Regions from separate parts of the Mus musculus genome. Here all the other regions are linked to region 1. A link is a contact called in public HiChIP or PLAC-seq, Micro-C and promoter capture Hi-C data. All regions are on one chromosome and are shown on one strand. The core of a region is the stretch at or near the end of the contact, and the rest is flanking DNA. Distances in the headings are between cores, read along the strand shown. Region 1 holds the start of Gmeb2 (glucocorticoid modulatory element binding protein 2). Region 2 holds the start of Chrna4 (cholinergic receptor, nicotinic, alpha polypeptide 4). Region 3 has its middle 30 kb from the start of Abhd16b. Region 4 holds the start of Kcnq2 (potassium voltage-gated channel, subfamily Q, member 2). Region 5 holds the start of Eef1a2 (eukaryotic translation elongation factor 1 alpha 2).

What was found. Promoter capture Hi-C pulls out the DNA fragments that hold promoters and counts their contacts. A called contact is a pair of places that touch in the nucleus more often than the background predicts. HiChIP or PLAC-seq counts read pairs in DNA pulled down with a chosen protein or histone mark.
Region 2: a contact with region 1 is called in an H3K27ac HiChIP or PLAC-seq map of embryonic stem cells, with 5 read pairs. The contact joins the promoter of Chrna4 here to the promoter of Gmeb2 in region 1. A contact is called at or near these places in 1 of 39 promoter capture datasets (liver), 1 of 115 datasets of contacts at active chromatin or transcription factors (embryonic stem cells) and 1 of 9 other capture datasets (liver).
Region 3: a Micro-C map of muscle stem cells shows a contact between it and region 1, with 4 times the contacts expected there. The contact joins the enhancer-like site here to the promoter of Gmeb2 in region 1. A contact is called at or near these places in 5 of 484 Hi-C or Micro-C datasets (embryonic stem cells and muscle stem cells), 3 of 115 datasets of contacts at active chromatin or transcription factors (embryonic stem cells, epiblast stem cells and extraembryonic endoderm stem cells) and 2 of 9 other capture datasets (adipose tissue and pancreatic islet).
Region 4: a contact with region 1 is called in a promoter capture Hi-C map of embryonic stem cells, with 2.7 times the contacts expected there. The contact joins the promoter of Kcnq2 here to the promoter of Gmeb2 in region 1. A contact is called at or near these places in 6 of 39 promoter capture datasets (the 3T3-L1 cell line, cranial neural crest, embryonic stem cells and 3 more), 2 of 115 datasets of contacts at active chromatin or transcription factors (both in embryonic stem cells) and 1 of 9 other capture datasets (macrophages).
Region 5: a contact with region 1 is called in an H3K27ac HiChIP or PLAC-seq map of epiblast stem cells. The contact joins the promoter of Eef1a2 here to the promoter of Gmeb2 in region 1. A contact is called at or near these places in 3 of 39 promoter capture datasets (embryonic stem cells and hippocampal neurons), 1 of 484 Hi-C or Micro-C datasets (cerebral cortex), 6 of 115 datasets of contacts at active chromatin or transcription factors (SST interneurons, embryonic stem cells, epiblast stem cells and 1 more) and 3 of 9 other capture datasets (adipose tissue, liver and pancreatic islet).

What each region holds. Positions count from the first base shown.
Region 1 is chr2:181,286,682-181,289,275 of GRCm38.p6, forward strand. Gmeb2 (glucocorticoid modulatory element binding protein 2) reads right to left here and starts at 1,285. Exons shown (of 10, transcript NM_198169.2): 1 at 1,203-1,285.
Region 2 is chr2:181,037,878-181,040,471 of GRCm38.p6, forward strand. It overlaps Chrna4 (cholinergic receptor, nicotinic, alpha polypeptide 4), which reads right to left and starts at 1,300. Exons shown (of 6, transcript NM_015730.5): 1 at 1,115-1,300. The coding sequence starts at 1,196.
Region 3 is chr2:181,461,893-181,464,486 of GRCm38.p6, forward strand. It overlaps a transcript of Zbtb46 not described here. Among named protein-coding and RNA genes, the nearest start is that of Abhd16b, 30 kb to the right of the region's middle. Within about 2 kb of position 1,314, at least 59 of the 459 cell types and tissues checked have an H3K27ac peak or open chromatin away from gene starts, as enhancers often do. A contact at or near this core is called in epiblast stem cells and muscle stem cells, where this site is marked.
Region 4 is chr2:181,133,999-181,136,592 of GRCm38.p6, forward strand. It overlaps Kcnq2 (potassium voltage-gated channel, subfamily Q, member 2), which reads right to left and starts at 1,291. Exons shown (of 17, transcript NM_010611.3): 1 at 799-1,291. The coding sequence starts at 1,094.
Region 5 is chr2:181,155,694-181,158,287 of GRCm38.p6, forward strand. It overlaps Eef1a2 (eukaryotic translation elongation factor 1 alpha 2), which reads right to left and starts at 1,322. Exons shown (of 8, transcript NM_007906.3): 1 at 1,031-1,322.

The DNA of each region.
Region 1 (2,594 bases), core at 35-2,534:
TTTTTTCCCCTCTCTCCTTTTGTCATTCTGTATGTCTTGGAACTCATTCTGTAGACCAGGCTGACCTTCAACAACATCTGCATCTGTTTCCCACATGCTCGGATTATGGCCTCAGTCTAGATACTAAGACTGTCTAGGAAGGCAGGGAGGAGGGAAGATGAAATGTAGGGACTAGTAAACCTTACCATAAGGCAGGCCCATTCCATGAGTTGGTCTCCTGGCACAGAAGGGACACCTAAATATCTTTTCAGGTAGGTCACAAAGTGGGTTAATCTATGGCCTAGGTTTGTTTTTCTCAGTCACATACGCACATACACTGACATGTTTGTTCTTGGCACTCTCCATTTTATATCCAAATGGTATGTATGTATGTGTACTCCAGGATGTCTTCCCAGAAAGCTTTCCATATTTCCTATGAAGAAACAAACTAGACAGGTAGTCATATTATCGATTTAATTTTAACTTATTAAGAATGATAATTTGAAACTGTTGGGTTTGAAATGTTTTCAAGACAGAGAACATTGGCTCAGCAGTGAAGTAACCAACTAAATACCTAAAAATGTCACCAATCGTGACTAAAACTGGGCCAACCGATTCGGTTCCCAGCAATAAGATTATCCACTCAAAATAATTCCCTCCAACCACACAGTTCTACAAATGGGTCCCCATCAACGTGGTTCCCATCTGACAGGTCCACCCTGACATGGTTCCACTGATATCAAGTACCTATCCTGATGATCCTGGCCTCTAGATTCAGTTCCAAGCCAGGGGTTCAGCAATACGGGTCCCACCCATGAGTCGTTCCCAATCTTTCCACCCGCCCTCAGGAACCCGACCCATCTGGTGCCCACCGATGGGTCCCAAACACCACCACTCCCGCCTAACCGCTCCCCACTCCTCCAGCCCCTTCCGCCTCGGCTTTCACGGACGACCCGACCCTGCCTCTGGCGAGGCCAAGATGGAGGCCGGAAGCGAGCCGCCTTCGCGAGCCCTCCCGCCAGGCGCCCGCGCCCGCCCGCCAGCCTGACGCCGCCGCGCCTGACGCCGCCGCCGCCCTCGCGCGCCCGCCGCCCCTCCCCCGGCCTCCCCTCCCCCCGCCGTAACGTCCTGACGCTCCGCAGGGACCCCTGACTGGACGGCGGCGCGTGAGCGGCGCGAGAAGCCTCGCCGCGGGGGTGCGCGGGCGCGCCGATGCCGCTTACCTGGGCCCACACGGGCCTGCTCCGGCGCCCGGCTGTGACGGGTGCGGCGGCGGGTGGTGGCGGTGGCGGCCGCAGCCTTCGCTCCTTGTTGGGGATTCGGCGGCGGCGGCGGCGGCGGCGGCGGCTCGGGCGCGCGCTTCCTAGTGACGCAACACCGAGGCCGCGCACGCACGGGCCGGGCGGGCCTGGAGACTTATTTGGCGCCCAGCGCGGAAGCGAACAGTGTGGTGAGATACTGCCCCCGTAGGACTCTTGTGCGCCTGCGCGTGTGGTCTGCGTGCCTGCCCAATTAGGTGTTCTGTGGTTCAGGCCGAGGTTTGTAGTCCTGGCGTTTGGGCTCCACTAGGGAACCGAGTATCCCAGGTGTGTGCTTTGCAACCCAGCCTCGGCCTTGCAGTGACACTGTCCTAAAACTCATGTGCGGACGTTCTTAACCATTTCTGACAGAATCGTGTTTCTTTTTTTTAAAATTGAAGGCATTGCGAATTTGCTTTTTCAAACTACTCAGTGCGGAGCGGTGTTTTCACGAAGTTGACCAACTGACATTGCAGCGGGTAGTCCAACATGATTTAAACTTTTTTTTTTTTAAACGGACTCGCTATGTAGATCAGACTGACTTGGAACTCAAAGAGCCCCGAGTTCTGAGATTAAAGTGTGTATCACCATGCCCGGCCCATTATTTAAAGTTTTAAATGAAATTTAAAAGTTAAGTGTCGGGGTTGGGGATTTAGCTCAGTGGTAGAGCGCTTGCCTGGCAAGCACAAGGCCCTGGGTTTGGACCTCAGCTCTGAAAATAAATAAATAAATAAGACAAAAAGTTAAGTGTCTTAAGTATCTTGGAGCCATAAAAGTCTCATGGAGGGCCTTGGGTGCCCGAAGAATTTCTTTTATTTTTCTAACTTGTAGGGAAGGTCGCGTATTTAAGGTAACCAACATTTATTAAGTTCCTTACAGTTGAAAGCCAAAGACAAGCAGTTCTTGTGTGGTTCAAAGGTAACATCAGGTCCTGTCAAAATGAGACTTGTTTATCTTGGCCCTGGTGGAGCCTGGGCACCCTGTTAGACATTGTAGTCTTGGCAGTAAAACCCTTACCTTCCCCACCACCCCTTGCTTTCAAGCAGCTGAAGACAGCCAATTCTAAGTGCCAAGCCAGCTCTCAGAATGTGATCACTAGAATTAAGGGCTTCAGGATCCCTGCTCTGCCCATCTTAGAATCCTTAGAGTAGAAATGGATGTCTGCTTGGACGGGAACAAGAGTTCACTGTTAACAGGGTGGCAGCTAGAATGGGAAACTAACAAGCAACATTTTCACGTAATTAACACTGTAAATAAGAGACTTGCACTTTCACTCTGAAGGAGATGAGGAAGTCTTTGTCATTGCTGTTTGTTTTG
Region 2 (2,594 bases), core at 50-2,549, 250 kb before region 1:
GGATGGAAGTGCCCTATCTCCAGTGACCGGCAGAGACAAAGGATGTAAAGGGACAGCAGGGGTTGGGGGGTGGGGCTGGGTGGCAGAAGGTGTATGGGGCAGCTAGGATGGGTGGTGGTGGTGAATGAAAGAGGACTGTGCACCACATCTCATGGCTGCAGGAGCTTGAGCCTCTGTCCACAGGAGTGGTCCTGCTGCCTGGGCTTCTAGGGTACAGCCTGACAATGAACGCAGAGCCTCGGGGCTGCCAGGACCTTGTGTTCATAGACGGATATAAGATTCCATGGATAAGCGCCACACTGCTTCATGAAGAGGGTGCCCCCTCATTCCACCAGCCAGCAGCCCATCTGTGTCCTCTCCATTGGCCCCCTACGTGGCTAGGGGGCCTCCCTACCTCCATTTGCTGGGTTGCTGCATCAAAAGAGGGGGTTGGGAAGAAAGAGGGGAGCCTCTGCTGTCTACTGGCTCTTGCTCACCTGAGAGACATGGGAACTCCTTAGGAGAGGACTCCTAGAGTCCCCCCCCCCCCAGCCTCCCCACCTCAACCTCATTCTTCCTGGTGTCTTGAACCGACCAGTAAGGCATAACCCCTCTGCTCAGTGGGAAGGCCAGGATTAAATAACTGCAGGAAGCCCCATCACGGGTTAGAGTGAAAGGTGTCCGCTCAGAGGAAGAGAGGTGGAGGAAGCCTGGGGGAGCAGAAAGGGTAGGGTGGAACTCCGGGGGGTGGTAGGGGTAGATCCCTGAAAACAGGGACAGACATGGGGGCGGTCTGAAGGCGAGATTTGGCTGGATGGAACCTCCCTCCTAGGTGGACTCCACCTCTATCCTACTTGGAGGTTCTGATTCCAGCTCCGAAATGCAGTCAGACCACCCCCCCCCCCGCCTTTACTCAAACCCCCTCTCCCAGCACTTGGAGGCTGATTCCTTCCTCTCTGGCTCAGCTAGCACTGCAGGACATCGAAGCTGTAGTGGGTGGAGGAGTCTCTGTGGCTATCCCGTTGCTCGCACCCGCGGCTTGGAACCGCAGCCCCGGGCCTCCTCTCCCCTAGCCCCGGAGTCCTAGGTGCCAGGACCCGGGAGAAAAAGGCCCGTTTCGCGTTTCGAAACTTACCAGGCAAGAGGCCGGTCCCTAAGAGCAGCAGGAGCGGCAGGAGCAGCAGCGGCGGCGGCGCCCCGGAGCCCCCGATCTCCATGGCTCACAGAACGGGCTCTAGACGAGGGCGGCTCCCGGCAGTACCGCGCCTCCGCTCCGAGACCCGCGCGCACCCAACTTCATGCCCCGTGTCGCGGCCGCTCGTCCCCAAACCGGGCTCCGCAGCTCGTCCCGCGGGGTGCGGCGGCGGGGCGGGAGCTCGAGGTTGTGGGCTCCGCGGCGCGGCCCCGCCCGGACCTGCAGCCTCCAGCCGCCGGCGAGAGGGGAGGAGGGGGAGGGACTGAAGGGAGGAGGGAGAGAGCGGGAGGAGGGGGCGGACCGGGCCCCGAGGGTATGTGGAGGCCGTGCTCTGCCCCTTGTGGGGGTAAAGTTTCCTTGTCCTCCTGAGGCTCCCGACATGCCGGGAGGGGCTGGGGACTCCGTGGTCATTCCAGTCATCTCGGCGCCTTTTGGAAATGAGCCCCTAACCCTGGTCTCCAGCCCTAACCCTGCCGGCAGCGTGAAGACTGCGGGTGCGCATTCAGGGACTGTGCGCGCGAGGAGGGCGCCCTGTTGGGCACTGGCTAACTCCATCACTTCACCCCTCCTTGGCGTGACTGTTTGCATTTTAGAAATAACAAGTCTCCTTCCTTAGCCCAACCCTGAGAGGAAAGAACCCACTCCCCATCAGCCTTCCGCCCTCCTCCTGCACCGCAAGTCCAAGAATCATCCTGTGACGCCCAGGCCCCGTGTCACCTTTTTAGTGAGAAGAACCTGGTATCCAGACCTTCGCAGGGCCAGCTAGGGACCAAGGTCCATCTTTGTCCTTTTTAAGCGTGCAGATTCTCTGCCCCTGCCTTCTCGGTAAACTGTCAGCATGAAAGCAGTTCCCTACCCCAGCTCTGTGGGCAGCGAGCTACTGGCCAGAGAGGAGAGGTGCTTGGAGACAAGCTGTAGGGTGCTAGGGATGGTCCTGAGGGATGCCACTAAGGAGAAGGTGCTCGAGTACTTTGGTTCCTAGAGTGCTTTGGTGGCACGCGGGGGGGCGGGGGGGAGGCTGGGGGGGAGGTGCGAGAGGGAGGGGGCATCTAAGCAGCAGGTGATGGAAGGAGAGACAACGGGTTCCCAAGAAGAAAGAAACCCTGTCCAACACCAAAAGCCAGATCCCAACCATGCCTTGTCCCAGAGACTCTGCCGTTGACTCCAAGCCCCAAGATGGAGACAATCCTGAAGTTGAAGGCAAGAAAGTGCTGTCCCTGTCCCTATAGCACATACCTCTCTGTTCCCAGACATGGTGGCTCTGAGGTTGACTGTCCCTTTGACCTTCCGTACCGACCCCCCAACCCCAACAGTACAGGGCTCCCATGCCTACCCTCCTCTTTCCCATCTCCCTACCTTGCTCCACCCCCCTCCTCTGTATGCCCCTCCAACAGTAGTGTACCTAGCTCTCTTGCCTGCT
Region 3 (2,594 bases), core at 64-2,563, 180 kb after region 1:
GGTGCCATGAAGATGGGCATGATCCTTGCTATCAACAGTGAGTAGTAGACAAGACATGTGAAGAGACAGGTGGTCAGGGCCCTGCAGCCACCAAGGGTCCATGCCATCCATTGGAGTCATTCCATAGTCACCCCCCATGGGCTGGAGAGACAGTTTAGTGTTTTATAAAAGTGTTCACACCTTTAATTCCAGCACTCAGAAGACAGAGGTAAGTAGATCTCCATGAGTTTGAGGCCAGCCTGGTCTAGAGCTAGTTCCAGGACAGCCAAGGCTATGCAAAGAAACCTTGTCTCAAAAACCAACAACAACAACAACAAAAGATAGTTCGCTTGCTGCTCTTGCAGAGGACCTAAGTTTGGTTCTCAACATCCACGATGGGTAGCTTACAACTGCCTGTAACTCTAGCTTCAGAGGACCTAACCCCCTCATCTAGCCTAAGTGGGCAGCCAGCTGTACATATGCATGCACATACACAGTTTTTCTAAAGAAAGTCAAGCCGGGTGGGGTAGCATATATTCTTAATCCCAGCACTTGGGAAGCAGAAGCAGGTGGATCTCGGAATTTAAAGGCAACCTGGTCTACAGAAGGAGATCCAGACCAGCCAGGGTCATCTAGTAAAACCCTATCTTGAAAAATAGTAACAACAACAAAAAAGTCACCCCCCCCCCCCAGTTACCTGTATGAGGAGATCCTAAGGGAATTAGCAACAGGCCAGAGATGCTAGGGGCCAGGAAAAAGGGTGCAGAAGTTGATCAGGCTATGAATGTGCTTTCAGATTAGAAGGCTCCTCAGAATATGCTCCCTTCTATCCTAGGTCCCTGGGACACCACCGTGATAGCCACTAAGAGTGCCATGTGGCTGGCCAAGCCCACTGTCCTCTGCAAACCTTAGGGACCTCCATGCCACTTGCTTTCATGGCAACCTGCCCTCCAACAACACACCCTGTGGCTTTCAAGGGGTAAAGGAGAAGGAAGGGGTCCAACCTCAGGCTAATAACTGTGAAACAATAGAGAAATCAGGGACTTACTTGCATTTAGCCTCAAGGTCTGCTTTGTAAGGAGTAGCTTGGGAGGAGCTTTGGAAAAGAAAATTCCAGAACAGCAAATATCTTTACATATCTATCTAATAGAGGGGGCACCCACCTACCCTGTCATTGCTAGGCACCTTCTCCCAAGACAGCATTTCCTCATCCACCCCCAGCTGGCTTTTCTGTGGCTGTCTTTGTCTCAGTCACTGGTCAGAGAGGCTGTCTGTTTATCCTTCAGCCAGTGGTGTTGCTCAGTCGTCCCCATGGCAACAGCCCGGGGAGTCCTGCCCTCTCCCAGAAACCACCCAGAACCTGTCCCAGCCCTCTCCAGGACTCTGCTGGAAGTCCCTATCTAGAGAGGCCAAGAGCTGAAGGGAAGAAAGGCTACTGCTGTAGGCTGAGGATATCGGGGCTGCTGGGGAACCTCCCACCACACATCATTCTGATCCCACAGTGGAGCTGAAGCCTGCCTGAGTCTGCAGCAAAGACCGATCCATGGCCATAGGAGGGGCTTCCTGGGCATCGCTTGGCCAGGTCTAGAGCCATCTGGACCTGCCCTCCTGCAAGACTGTCCTCCAGAGCTGCTCCAGGGCCAGGGGCTACAAGCCAACCCTGGCTGCCCCACCCCAACTGTCCTCCAGGCTTGTGCCCCTGCCAAGCCCCAACTGCCACTCCAGCTGCTATTGCCAACTGTCGCCCCTTCTCTATTCCAAGTGCTCCCTCACCCCCAACCGTTCTTCCAAAGTGCTATAGCCAACTGGCAGCCCCTTGCTCTCTAAGCCTTGCCTCCCACCTACCAGCTACAGAGCCAGAGCTTAGCATTCCAGAGTTCCTTGCATCTCCAACCACACTGGAAGGAGTGAAGCCACACCTGCTGTGTGCCTGGCTAAGCGTGGGCTGGGGGAAGGAGAGGTACTGAGTTCAAGACCAAGAGAATAGGTTAGGGGTCAGGCCTCAGCAGACCAAAGAGAAGAAACAGGGAAAGAACAGAGCAGAAGCAGAGGGTAGATCAGTCAGACCTTTGGGCTAGACCTAGCGCAGGGCAGGAAGCAGCCACAGTGAAGCAGTCAGAAACAAGTAGGTACTTTGGGTGAAGGCAAACTTCACTAGACTGTGGTGTGAAGCTGGACCCTGTCATAGTCCCTTCCTCTGAAAGTTTCTTAAGCAGCTTTCCCCAACCACCAGCCCTGGGAAGGTTCTGGCAGAAGTTAGGAACTCACCTGCTTCCACCCTACCCTCAGGTGTCCACCAACCTTCCACAGTCTAAGCAAAACCCTGTTCTTCCATCTCAGCTGGGCACACTTGTACTGTATTGAACTGTCTCTTAAGGTAGATTTTCCACACAACTTGCCATTTCTCTAGGTCACTGCTATGGTCTTCTTTTCCCTTCTTTCTTCCCAAACACCCTCTCTACCTTTACCCAGTAGTCTGTGACATTTCACTTCTATAAAGGGATATTTGCCTTAACCAACCACACTCAGAAGCCCTAGTAGTCAGTCTTTCCCTGAACTTGACAGGCCTTGGCTGTCCCAGGGACACAGAGGTACCTGGGGTCTTCACCAGGCTT
Region 4 (2,594 bases), core at 41-2,540, 150 kb before region 1:
CAGGTTCGACTCTTTCTGGCTCTGCCCCAGAAGGAGTCCCAGACTTGGGGACAGGAGCAGCCCCTTCCAGGCCCAAAGCTGGCAGTACTGGGGGATAATAGTCTCTCAAGGATCTAAAGCCCAGAATGTGTAGCGAGATCATCAGCAGGTACAAAGGGACTACTTAGAGTGTAGAGAACAGGAGAGTGGGCCTCCGGAGATGAGTACAGGCAACTGCCCTCAGCCAGGGCTGAGGTGATGGGATGTTATGTCCCCTCCCCATTTCTGCAACCCGGAAGCTCAGAGAGGTAGCAAGAGGTTAGGAGGATGACTGAGATGAGGCCAATCTTCTGCATTGCCCCTACTTGGATGTCGGAGAGAACCCACGGGGATGCAGAGGGGCGAATGAGTTCAGACCTAGAGCTGAGCCGCCCTCCCTCCTAGGCGGCCCTTTGTTCCGCGCTGCGGGCCGTGGGGAGGGGCCTCTCGGGCTGAGGGGGGCTGGGGCGCCAGTACATCCCGTCCTGCGGGGGAAGGGCTGGTACAACCCAGCCTGGCGGCCGTAACCCTCCCCCTCCCCAAATAAAACAGTCCCTGACTACAGAATGATCTCCAAAGTCACTCTCCAATCCCTATCCTTTGCTTTAACCCGAGACTGCAATGCCACGACCCAAACCCCACGCCCACGACGCGAACCAGGCGCGCGCGCGGACACGCACACCAGGGCCCCTCAGTCCACCGCAGCTGCGCCTGCTATCAACCCGCGGCCCGGCCAGGGTTTCGCCAGGCCCACCGCTCACCACATCGCGGGCCACTTACACGTAGGCGTGGTAGATGAACGCCCAGCCGCGGGGCCGCTCTAGCACGTTGTAGAGGAAATTCTGCAGCTTGCGGTAGAAGGCGTTGCGCTTCGGGGGCTTCCCGGCTCCCGCGCCGCCCGTCCGCGGCTTGCTCAAAACGCTGCCGCGCTTGGGGGCCTCGGAGCCCGCGATGAGTAGCGCGCCGTCGCGTGTGGAGTCGGGCGCGCCGGGGTCCAGCCCCACGAAGCCCACCTTGAGCTTCTTTTCCCCGCTGGTGCCGGGGTACACGCCACCGTTGCGCGACTTCTGCACCATGGTGCCTGCGGCGCCCTATCGGGCGCGGGCTCAGCGGGGGCGGCGCGCGGGGGGTGGCGCGGGCCCCAGCCCAGGCCTCCGGTCCGGCAGCCGCATGGCGAGGCGGCTGCGGCTCTGCGTTCCTACCTGGCCCGGCCGCGCGCGGGGACGCTGCGGCCACCCGGCTCCGCGCGCGCCTCGGTGCCTGGCCGGCTTCCGCGAGGGCTCCTCCCGCCGCCCCGCCCCGCCCGCCTTAACCCCTACGACGCCATTGTAGTGGCAGGCAGGGAGAGCTGGTCCAGGTGTACTGCCTCACAGGACAACCCTTCCTGCTCTCCTAGCCCGGTAATCCTTGAGGGGGAGTCCAGCCCTGCCGTCACCGCTGAGAGGGCAAAGCACCAGAGTTGACCTGGAGTCGGCAAGTGGACACCTTTGGAAGGATCCTGGCCATTGTCAAGTTCGGTGTTAAAGATTCAGCCCACAAGGATCTTGGCTCTTAGCATCAAGAGGGCCAGACATGAGGAAGGCCCAGCACTTCCTCTGGGTGTGCAGGGAAATTTGTACAGGCTCTCTAAGGGTAACCAGAGCAGTGCCTAGAGCAGAATCCTTGCCCACCTCCAGGCTTACTGAGCCAACTGTACATGGTTATGGAGGAGGCACCAGCCTGGCCCACCCAGTCAGAAGAGGCCTTAGGTACAAGGTGTTTGTGGGTGGGGTGGGGGGAGGGAAGTGCTGCCCACTCCTTGCACGGGCTGGCTTTACCATCACCTCTGGGTCATCTTCCATTCAAGTCTCTGTAAAAGAACTGTAAGTTTTATAAGTCAGGTTGGAGAGATAGCTCAGTAGTTAAGAGCACTGACTGTTCTTTGAAAAGACCTGGGTTTGGTTCCCAGTACCCACATGACATTAGGAACTTAACTCCAATACCAGAGAATGCAAAGACCTCTTGTGGCCTTCTTGAGCACTGAAAGCTTGTGGTACTCATACATACACGCAGGCAAAACATACCCACTAAACATAACGTAAAAATAAACAAATCTCAAAATAGTATTTTTAAAATAACTAAATAAGTGATTACAGATCGTAGATGGCAACTGGGAAGAGCCTAGCTCATTCTATCCACCCTCCTGGGACAATCAGAGCCCAAACCGGGCAGTGGTGCTGCAAACCTTTAATCCTAGCACTTGGGAGGCAGAGGCAGGCAGACCTCTGTGAGATTGAGGCCAGCCAAGTCTACAGAGAGAGTCCCAGGACAGCCAGAACACACAGAAATTTTGTCTGGGGATGGGGTGAGTCAGAGCCCTGAGGGATAAAAGGTTCTGGTTCCCTAGGAAGGAAATGTGTTCCAAGAGGAGGCACTGAAAGGAAGGCAAAGGTCAAGGTTCTCTAGAGTTCCATAACACCAACAGATACAAACTTACTCATCTTCTCTTTTGGGGGGAAAATGGGGACACACCCTTGAAGTCGTTATGAGCCCACAAACTTTCTGGTACTGTAGAGTATGACACACACACACACAAC
Region 5 (2,594 bases), core at 72-2,571, 130 kb before region 1:
CTTAGCCCAAATGCTCCGTTAGTGTGTAAGTGTTTGGGAAGGTGATTTGGAGGCAAATTCCTTAGGGAAGGGTTAATCAGGTCTGGACATCACAGAGCAGCAGACTGAGTGAAGCTCTGGAGCAGCCAGGAGCCCTGTGATGAGTCACTGTGCCCAGCTCTAGGGTGCATTGTCCTTCCTGTCCTCGATGCCACCCCCCCCTTCACACACACACACACACACACACACACACACCAGGGAGGGACACTGCCCTACCCCCATCTGCTGCCACCATGAAGAGAAGGCCAGCACTCCTCAGCCCCTCCACGGGCAAGGGCGCCATCTTCCTCCCTCTGCCCACAGGCTGGCAGAGGAGACAGCTGGATGGTACCCAGGCATAGGCCCAGAATAGCTCAGGCCCTCCCCACAGGCAAGGGGCAGCCATGAGGGCCGAGAGGTGAATGTCCTGTTCTAGCCAGAGAAATAAAAATCCCACCTGGCCCAGCTCAGCAAGTGCCCTCAGAGATGCCCTGACCCTCTCCCCTACTATCCAGTCCAGGTCCTGTGTCTCAGTACCCGCGCATCTCAGAGGTCAACCGAGAAGCTCAGGCCTGTTGGGGTGGGGGGTGCATCCGAGGGTGGGAGCCACATAGGACGCGATAGGGGTCCTCAGATTTCACCACCTCCCCCGCCCTACTCTGACAAATCACGGACATCCCCAGGGCCCCAAACCACCGCGCCAGCACTTTCACCGACCAGCCTGTCAAGCCCAGCAGAGCCCAGACAAGCCCCAAGGTCAAGGTGACAGCATGATGGCAGGTTTCAGGAGAAGGCCCCCCTCCACTGTCACAATTGCCTAAGGGACTCACTACCCGACTGCCACGGGGACCCACCATGCCCAGTCTAGAGACAGCCTCCCTCCACCCCCAGCCCAGGGGTGCAGCCCAGCTAGGTGCCGCATATTCCCCTCTTCCCCGGGCTGGGTTCCCAGAGAAGCGAACCCTGATTGAAAACCTAAGCAAGGGTCTCAGACCGGGATGTGCGTCCTTACCCAGAGCCGAGGACTCAGTCAGAAGGACTGGTGGCGCCGGCGCCGGCGGTTTTATCTCTCCAGGAGGGGGTCCACCTATTGACGGTGCCGGCGCAATGCACTGCGCCCCTGCAGTACGGCAATGCGGTACCGGAGGGGGGAGGCGGGCGCCGAGCGGCTGGCAGATGGGATGCGAAAGATGCGTGGACGCAGGGGCCGCGCACCCACGGACGCGGGCCGGCGTAATGAGGATCCGAGAGGACGCAGCTGCAATGATGCACCGGAGCGAGGGAGAGAACCAGTGAGCGAGAACGCAGACCAGGAGAGAAAAACAGGCAAAAGGGCGGTGCAGCGCGCAGAGGTGGGGGCAGGGAAACAGAGCCAGGAAAGGAGGGGCAGGGATGGAGAGAAGCGAAAGAAACAGTAGAGAGAACTGGGGTAGCAGAGACAGTGGTTGCTGGAGAGCAGGGGGGAAAAAAAAGGTACATCCAACATAAAGATGTCCCCAGGAAGGTGGAACACAATAGGGAACCAGCAAGTAGACTAGGAGAGAAGAGGCCCAAGCCCAGGTCAAGATCCCTGCAAGCCTTGATGTGGGCATCCATTGCTGGCCCTGCTCATGGTTGAGTCCCGGTGAACATGAAGCTCAGTTTCCAGAGGTTTTCCACGATCCCCACCACCCCTAGCACAAGTGCTTACTCACATGGACCCTACATGACAGGCCCTTGAGGCAATCAGCCAGTCCAGCCCGCAGCCCAACCTTCTTATGAAGCCCTGGAAAGAGGTTTTTGTCTACCTATTCCCTTAGGTGTAGGGAATTTACAAAGCCCGTTCTCAGATGGTCTTAGCTAAGGTCACCAAGAACATCCAAACAGGGTTCAGATCCCCACTCTCCTTCAGGCTCCATTGGTAGGAAGCAGGGAGCCCTTGAGATTTCTAGAAAGATTAGGATATCCCAAATAGACCTTAAGGGGGTTGTGGCCACCGTGTATCACCAGGGGCTTCTTCAGAGGTGCCTATCTTGTCATTTGACCCAGACATTCCCGTTTTCCAATACTGCCACCTGTCCTAACCCAACCAGTCTTTGTGGTTGCAAGTAGGAAGCAAAGGTTCCTTGAGTATTTATGCTGACTGACAGCAGGCCTGTGCCTATTCCTTCTACCCTGGTGTAGAGTAGATCTAGACATAGAAGGCCCAGGTCAGGGCCCAGCACCTCCTACTGAGAGCGCCTGTTAGGGGACCCTGGAGATGGGTGCCCAATTAGGGCAGCTATCAAGTATGAAGAGAGAGTAAGGTGAAGCCTAATGAGGGTCTGTCTAGCAGAGGGCAGCCAGAGGCTAGGCAGGGCTCTCAGATGACTTGGCACTTTTGAAGACTGCTGAGACCGTCAACTGGGAGCCAGGAATTAAAAATAAACGCCTGGCAAGACATTAGCATTTACTCCACCCACTTGTCCAACTCATCTCTCCCTGAATGCCTTCCTTCTTGCATGGAGATGACTGGGCCTGGTTTCGAAATCAGGAGGTAGAGTGGGCTCAATAATGAGGTCCAAAACCCAGCATCTTTGTGAATAGCTATTAGTCCT